Regions from separate parts of the Mus musculus genome. Here region 2 is linked to region 1. The links are chromatin contacts, called in public Hi-C maps. All regions are on one chromosome and are shown on one strand. The core of a region is the stretch at or near the end of the contact, and the rest is flanking DNA. Distances in the headings are between cores, read along the strand shown.

The links. Hi-C and Micro-C count contacts between places; a contact is called where the count stands out from the background.
Region 2: a contact with region 1 is called in a Hi-C map of Sertoli cells, with 4 times the contacts expected there. The contact joins two enhancer-like sites. A contact is called at or near these places in 3 of 484 Hi-C or Micro-C datasets (Sertoli cells, liver and nephron progenitors), 3 of 115 datasets of contacts at active chromatin or transcription factors (embryonic stem cells, intestinal crypt epithelium and intestinal villus epithelium) and 2 of 9 other capture datasets (adipose tissue and pancreatic islet).

What each region holds. Positions count from the first base shown.
Region 1 is chr2:68,935,823-68,939,535 of GRCm38.p6, forward strand. All of the region lies in intron 2 of Cers6 (ceramide synthase 6), which reads left to right. Among named protein-coding and RNA genes, the nearest start is that of Gm52515, 31 kb to the right of the region's middle. Within about 2 kb of position 1,664, at least 24 of the 459 cell types and tissues checked have an H3K27ac peak or open chromatin away from gene starts, as enhancers often do. A contact at or near this core is called in Sertoli cells, where this site is marked.
Region 2 is chr2:69,009,860-69,013,572 of GRCm38.p6, forward strand. All of the region lies in intron 4 of Cers6 (ceramide synthase 6), which reads left to right. Among named protein-coding and RNA genes, the nearest start is that of Gm52515, 43 kb to the left of the region's middle. Within about 2 kb of position 1,797, at least 40 of the 459 cell types and tissues checked have an H3K27ac peak or open chromatin away from gene starts, as enhancers often do. A contact at or near this core is called in Sertoli cells, where this site is marked.

The sequences.
Region 1 (3,713 bases), core at 414-2,913:
CTGGGGAGGCTGTATGACTAAGTACAAACATAGCTTGCTGGCTGTCAGATTCCCCTTTCCTCCAGCTACTGTTGGACACACTGTGCCTTGGCACTGGGGGCAAAGTTCAGACAGGCCTCTCTCCCAACTACAGGCTCATCGCCCACACATGATGGATAGATGGCCTCTAAAAGCATCTCAGTCTCTGCTACAAGATTGCAAGTAGGCAAGAGTCACCTTAGCTGAGTCACCCATGAATGAAGCACAGAGGTAGCAGCCCAGCCCCATACCAGAAAACCTCAGCGAGAAACAAAGCCTATCTCACATCTCACATTTCTCTGCTCCACCCTTGTTTCCCATGACCCTTCTGGGGATCTGAAGGCAGTAGTTATAAGTAGGTAGGGGACAGAGGAAATGGGATAGGTGGATCCTGGGGGGGGGGGCAGGAGATGGAAAGGGGACAATAAATGCCTATGTGGGACTTCTGTATGAGCCCAGACTCTTGGCATGCTTGCACATGGTCATTGCTTCTGTTAGATTTGACTTGCAAGAACACATTACATTTGAAAAATGGTGTAGACTTTTAAAATATAAGCCATAGAGCATTAACCTCCCTTTAGAATGTGACCCCCTGCTCTGTGTGACAGTACTGCTCATCTTCTCTGCTCAGGTCACTCTTACCTCTGACATCAGCTGATGGATATAAGTCATGACATTCTTCATCAGTTTCTTCTCTTGTCATAACATCTGTCTCTCTTTTTTCTCTCTCTCCTTCCTCTGCTCTACAGATAAAATCTGTCATATAAAATACTGTGGAGAACCTACCTCCCACCTTAAAGGGAAATCTATCACATTCTAAACACCATAGAAACATGAGGAAATAATTAGGACCCTGGTAGGACCTGAGACAGACCTGAGTCTGTAAGTTGGCACGCTACCTTTTCCTTACTAAAGTTTGGCCTTCAGCAATTTTTTTTTTAACCTTTGGAGACCTTAGAAATCTCCAAATAATAAACTCACAGGCTTTCATGAGGATTAACTAAATCAACAACAACACAGCATGCATGCACACGCGCGTGCACACACACACACACACACACACACACACAGAGCATTTAGTGAATGATACAGCATCTATTTCAGCCTGTTTCCACACTCTCATTGCATCACTCTTCTGAGGAGTGCACACGCTGCTACATTGTATCTTCACAGATTCAGATTCTGAAGTTTGGGAATGGAGCCAAAAGACCTAGAGTTATTAATGGCTCTTAGTCCATTTAAATACACCAAGTGATTATTTTTCCCCAATGATTATTTTTGAGTGTCTGTCTTTTAACTGGTTTTATCCCCTTATCTCATTATATTTTTAATTTGAATTTCCTATTTAAATTGGTTCTAAAGCTATGAGGGTAAAATATGTAGCAGTTATGAAGCGACATTTTATGTTGTTGATTACCTTTTCTGAGGGAGACACAAAAAAATGTCTCTTGACCTCAGATGGGCACCAGTGTCCAACAGAAGTACTATTTTACCAAAGATTAGCATGGTGTTACCAGTGATCTTATTGGTCTTCCAGCAGAGAGCATAGGAGAGGAGTTTCTCACAAGAGTCTGTGTGATACACCAATATCTGAATCACCATCTAGTTCCACAGACTGTGGTGACAGCTGCATGCAAAGTGCATAATGGAGTCCCAATTTCACTTAACCCTTTACTTCCTGTGTACTCTAGTACCTCCCCAGATCCCTTGCAGATGGGAAAGGAGTGATGGCTCTGCCAAGGGGGGGGGGCGCTACTGATCCCCCTTTTCTCCAGTCACAGCTGGAGTCAGGAGCTAGAAAAGTGGCTCAGTGGTTGAGTGCTTGCTGCTCTTCCAGAGGACCAGCGTTCAGTTCCCAGCACTCATGGCAAGTGAGTCATAAACACCTATAACTCCAGTCCTAGGGATCTGATATCCTTCTGTTCTATGTGGGCATCTTCAGGCACTTGCTCAAGTACATACAAACACATGTGTGAGCTCTCTCTTCACCTCTCTTTTTCCCACTCCCTCTCTCCCTTCTCCTCCTCCTCCCCGCACAGATAATAAATTAATTCTTGTATAAAAATTGTAGACAGATTCTCTAAAATTTGTCCTCATTTTTTTTTTCCATCTTAAGGAGATTGTTGTCATATATTTTAGCTAACCAGAAGATTATACAAGATTACTGGGAAAGTTTGTGAGTTTTGAATATATTTAAACTGTAAAACTAAAGAAATGAAGAAATGTGAGGGATGGTGTCAGAACAGAATGTTGAAGTTGTGAGTTCTTGAAGTTTAAAAAGGATAACTAACTTGAACTGAGGAGAAGCTGATGGGAAGTCTCTGGTTGCAGAATCGCTTAGTAGTTGGGGGCGGTAGATCAGCTAATGCTGGCAAATCAGAGGGCAGGAGAAGCCTATTTAATAGTACAAAAGCAAACTCCAAGAAAGATTATATTGTTGACAAGTGTTGGGTGGGGAACACAAAGAAGGGGGAGGAAGGAGTGATAATTTTACATACTGCTCCTGTGGGCTTGAGCCAGTGAGTAGATAAGTCATTTAAATTAAAAGGAAGAGGCAACCTTTCTTTTTAAATATTCACGTATACAGAAACCTTTATAAGTCATTTTATCATATAGGCACCAGTGAAAAGGATAGTAAAGGTTTTCTATGCTTATGGAGCTTGCGTTTTGGTAGTACACAATTACGTCATCGTAAACCTTTAAAAGGATGACAATTGAGTGAGACACCATCACACAACAACAACAAAATTGCAGTGCAAAATTACCAGAATAAATGGCTTTTTATATCCAAGTGATAAAACAGATAAGTCAGTTAAATGATTATAAGAAAGGATGATATATATATATATATATATATATATATATATATATATATATATAAATATAAAATAAGACCCAAGAAGAAGGAGGAAAACATTTAAATACTCTTGGAGTGCATTGAGACAAGTTGATTGAAGATGTTAATTAAGAATTGGTATGCTGGGCGTGATGGCGCACGCCTTTAATCCCAGCACTCGGGAGGCAGAGGCAGGCGGATTTCTGAGTTCGAGGCCAGCCTGGTCTACAAAGTGAGTTCCAGGACAGCCAGGGCTACACAGAGAAACTCTGTCTCGAAAAACCAAAAAAAAAAAAAAAAAAAAAAAAGCTCACAGGCCACAGAAACAGAAGTGCAGTGGGGACAGGGTCCTTCCTGCCTTCATCTGCACCCAGGAGGTGGGGCTGTTCCGAAGCCCTTTATGCACTGGTCTTGCCAGGAGAGAGCTGGTTTCCCAAGAGTGCCAACACAGGCTTACAGACTCACAGGAGGAAGAAGCTCCAGCCAGAGACAGCAAGAACATCTAACACCAGAGATTACCAGATGGTGAAAGGCAAATGCAGAATCTTAACCTACAGAAACTAAGATTATTTGGCATCATCAGAACCCATTACTCCTACCACAGCAAGTTCTGGACATCCCAACACACTGGAAAAGCAAGATTTGGATTTAAAATCATATCTCATGATGCTGATAGAGGATTTTAAGAAGGACAAAAATAACTCCTTTAAAGAAATACAGGAGAACACAGGTAAACAGGTAGAAGCCCTTAAAGAGGAAACACAAAAATCCCTTAAAGAATTACAGAAAAACCACAATCAAACAGATGAAGGAATTGAACAAAACCATCTAGGATCGAAAAATGGAATCACAAAGGGAG
Region 2 (3,713 bases), core at 547-3,046, 74 kb after region 1:
TATTATTTAAAAGCTCTAAGATGTAGGAAATAGAGTAAAATGACTACCTGAAGAGAATATGAAGTTATTAACAATTTTTATATGAGAAAATAGAAATTTTAAGATGGCTTCCATTAAAACAACAAACAAAAAGTTTACTTACTTCCCAATCACAGAGACTTGAGTTTGGATCCTTAGAACCCACACTGATACCCAGGAAGGCACCAGAGTAAATCCCAGACTGGAGACATGGAGACAGAGGAACCCTGGAGCTCACTGTCCAACCAGTGTAACCGAACAGTGAGCTCCACATTCAGTAAAAGATGGTGTCTCAAGAAAGAAGAGGTAAATTGATAGAGGAAGACACTCAGTGGTAACTTCTGCACTCTATACACACATTCATATGTGAATGTGCATCTGTACATACACATACACGGGCCTCCACACATAGACAAATGCATACATATACATGACATACATACATGTGCATACACATACAAAGTTTGGTGTAAAAAGTCTAGCTGTTCATATTGCTCTCATTCCCATGGCCCTAATTTGGGGCTTTCTCCTTAGGAAACAAACCCCTTTCCATGATTGCATCACCAGGAATGCCTTGGAACAACCCTACTGTACTTGCAGGGCAGATTTTGTCCTCCTGTGTGTGATCCTGCTAAAACTCAAGTTCTCTGTATTTTTGTAGGATGCTCTGTTTCTTTTGTTTATTTCTTAAGCCAGGGTCTTGCTGTGTTACCCAAGCCCTCTTTGAACTGGCAATCTTCTTGGGTTAGCTTTCTGAATGTGGGGGCTATGAGCTATGGGTGATAGCCGAGGCTACATTTCAAATGTATTTATATGGTCTGTGTTAGGAAATGACTCAAATTCTTCATTCTGTGTGGTGCTTTAAAGAGTGTTTTTTTTTTTTTCACTTTTTTCCGTGTGGGATAATGACTGGGAGGACAACTCCTGGCTTAGTGAATAGGCAGGGTAAAATGTGTGTGACTAACAATAACTACAGTCACAGTAGTGATATAGCTGATCTTTACTGCTGTGAATTCTGAGTGTGGTTATCTTGTTGCTCACTGAAGGCCAGGTTCTGTGGTGTATGATGCATTTCCTCAACCTTAGAGGTAAAGTGGTCAGGCAAATTAACCTTGTTCAGGTGTTTTAGGGACTGAGCCAGTGCTGATGTGATGGTTCATAGTTAAGCAGCACTTTGGTTTACTGTTGTGTCTTCTAAAGGACATGGAAAAGTGCTTCCCCTCAACCCCCTGTCCCCAGTTGTCCTACTTTGAATGCAGGCACATCTAGAGAGAATGACATCTCATGACAGCTTTCTGCAGGCAGCCAAGCAGCAAGACTTCAGGACTCCGCGAAGCTGGAATGGATACGGGGGAGTCAAGGTCATGGTTACTTGGTCCCCAAATACCAATGATTGCTCTGACCTTAAAGTATGTTACATGCTTTTCTGTAATTGTCCCAAGCATTCCTGAGTCTGATAAGTCTCTTTCGAGGTTCCTCAATGCTATATCGACTTGTAGAAACTCCAGGACTGAAGGGGGTGGGGGTGGGGGAAGAAACTTAGATTTCAGAGGTTACTAAAATAACACTCATTGAAATATATTCATTATGAGTCCCCTAAAGGCATGGACTTCTCATGAGTCTGGAGCAGAGCTTGATTGTGAAAAATATTACTCCTCATTTGTATGCTGTGACGAAGTTGGCTTTGCAGACTTGCGCTGGCTACAGGCAGTGCCTGACAACTGGATCGCATTAGTATTCATGTCCCGTTTCCATGGGGAATAGAAAGTAGTAGTGCACAGGAGGGCTCGGGTAATTAGAGATGAAGTATTGATCTGTGAATCAGAGCCCGCACCTGCACAGTCTCTCTGCATTAGGAATCAGCAGCAGGGACCTCTGCCACACAGGAAAATCACACGCTGCATTCAACACAAACCGTTTTTCTTTTCTTTTTTTTTAATTCAACTGTGTTTTACTAAAATTCAAGAGCTGATGGCTTTCACATACAATGGTCATCATGAAATACTGCCTGATTTTTCCCCCTCCTTAAAAATCAGCTTTCTGGGAGAAATAAAGAGATGGACCACTTGTGTTTGTGACAACTATGTGTGTTCTCATGGTCTTGTCTGGGTGTGTGGGGAGTGAAGGGTTCTTAGGCCAAGGCATTGATGTGAATCAGACATTTCTGTGCAGCCAGCCTATGCTCCCATGAGAGATCTGTGTGTTCCTTCAGATCATCTGGTCCTGGGCTGCTGCTGTCCACTGTAAAGGCGGGACAGATAGCTGTTTATCCTGTGTCCTTCAAACTTCCCTTCTTCATTAACGCAAAAATGAATATGGTGCTTGTCAGGGGCTGACATTGCTATTGTGTTTGAGAGAAGACTGAAAGACTGTGAGCCAAAGGTTGTGGAGGACTTGGGTAAAACAGTGCCTCCTGACATAACAGGTTTACTACACTCAGGATTCACAGCAGCAAGACCAACACATGATCAAAACAGTTAATATTCCAGCATGAATGGGAAGGTGCATGCAGCCCCCACCCCTAACTGTGGAGCTCTTGACATGGATGGGTGCTCAGAGAGGAAGAGTCATGTATTTTTAGAGTTGTGGTCCTGGTAGGCTGACTATGCTCATCTGGATGAATCCCCCGCCCATTCAGAAGGCACAGGACAAGGTACAGGAGAAGAAAGGCATGCTGCCTACCTTCAGTAATCTAATAAAAGGATCAGATTCGTCTATAAATATGATCTGACTCTGGTGTGTGACCACAGGGTGGAAGAAATCTCACATGTAGAAGCAGCTTTGGTCAAAGATGCAGACAACGGAAGGGAGCTAGATCCCACTGTGGATCAGGCTCATTGCACTCTGGGAAAGCCCAGTATCCTGCAGTGTCTGCAGTAGAAGCTTCAGACCCAGGCTGGGGACCAGATGTGGCCCCATCACCATCCTAGCAAACAAGCAATTCTAAACAGCAGCTTGGTATGGAGAGAGAACTCAGTTAAGCACAAGCAGAAAGGACCTGGGTTCACTGCCCAGAATCATTGTGAACAAGCCCAGTTGCATGCTTGTAATTCCAGTACCAGAGAGTTGAGAGACAGGATGGTCTCTGAGACTCACTAGCAAAGAGCCCAGCCAACCCAGCAGCTGGAGGTCAAGTGGGAGACTCTGTCTCAGAACAAGATAGACAGCTCTTATGGAATGCAGCAGAGGTTGATTTCTTGCGTACACACACACACACACACACGTCCATGCACACAGAGCAAGAGCAACTAAGATGTAAGAGTGAGAACTACAGATCACTTGCCATAACTTAATATAGCCCTTTAGATAAAATGTGGAAATTGAAAATGTAATCCTTAACATTGGTTCATTATTATGGCCATTCCTTCTCTAGATAAAGTATGAATTCATTCAGTTACTCTGGCATGACACCTGCCTTTGGCAGAGGAGCATTCTGGGTAATATCCCATAAATGTTGGAGCTGATGGGTATTTTTCAAATTACACTGGAAATGCTATTCTTTTCCTCCTTTGTTTTCCTCTTGACATACATTTGAATTTTCTAAAGCTGGTTCTCAGTATAACCTTGAGAGCTGGACAAAGCACATGCTACTAAGAAACCGATCCAGAAGGCTCCTGAGTTCAGGGTCAACCTGGGCTGCATAACAAAACCCCATGCTGCAAAACAGTCATTAAGACTTTTATCTTCATATGTTC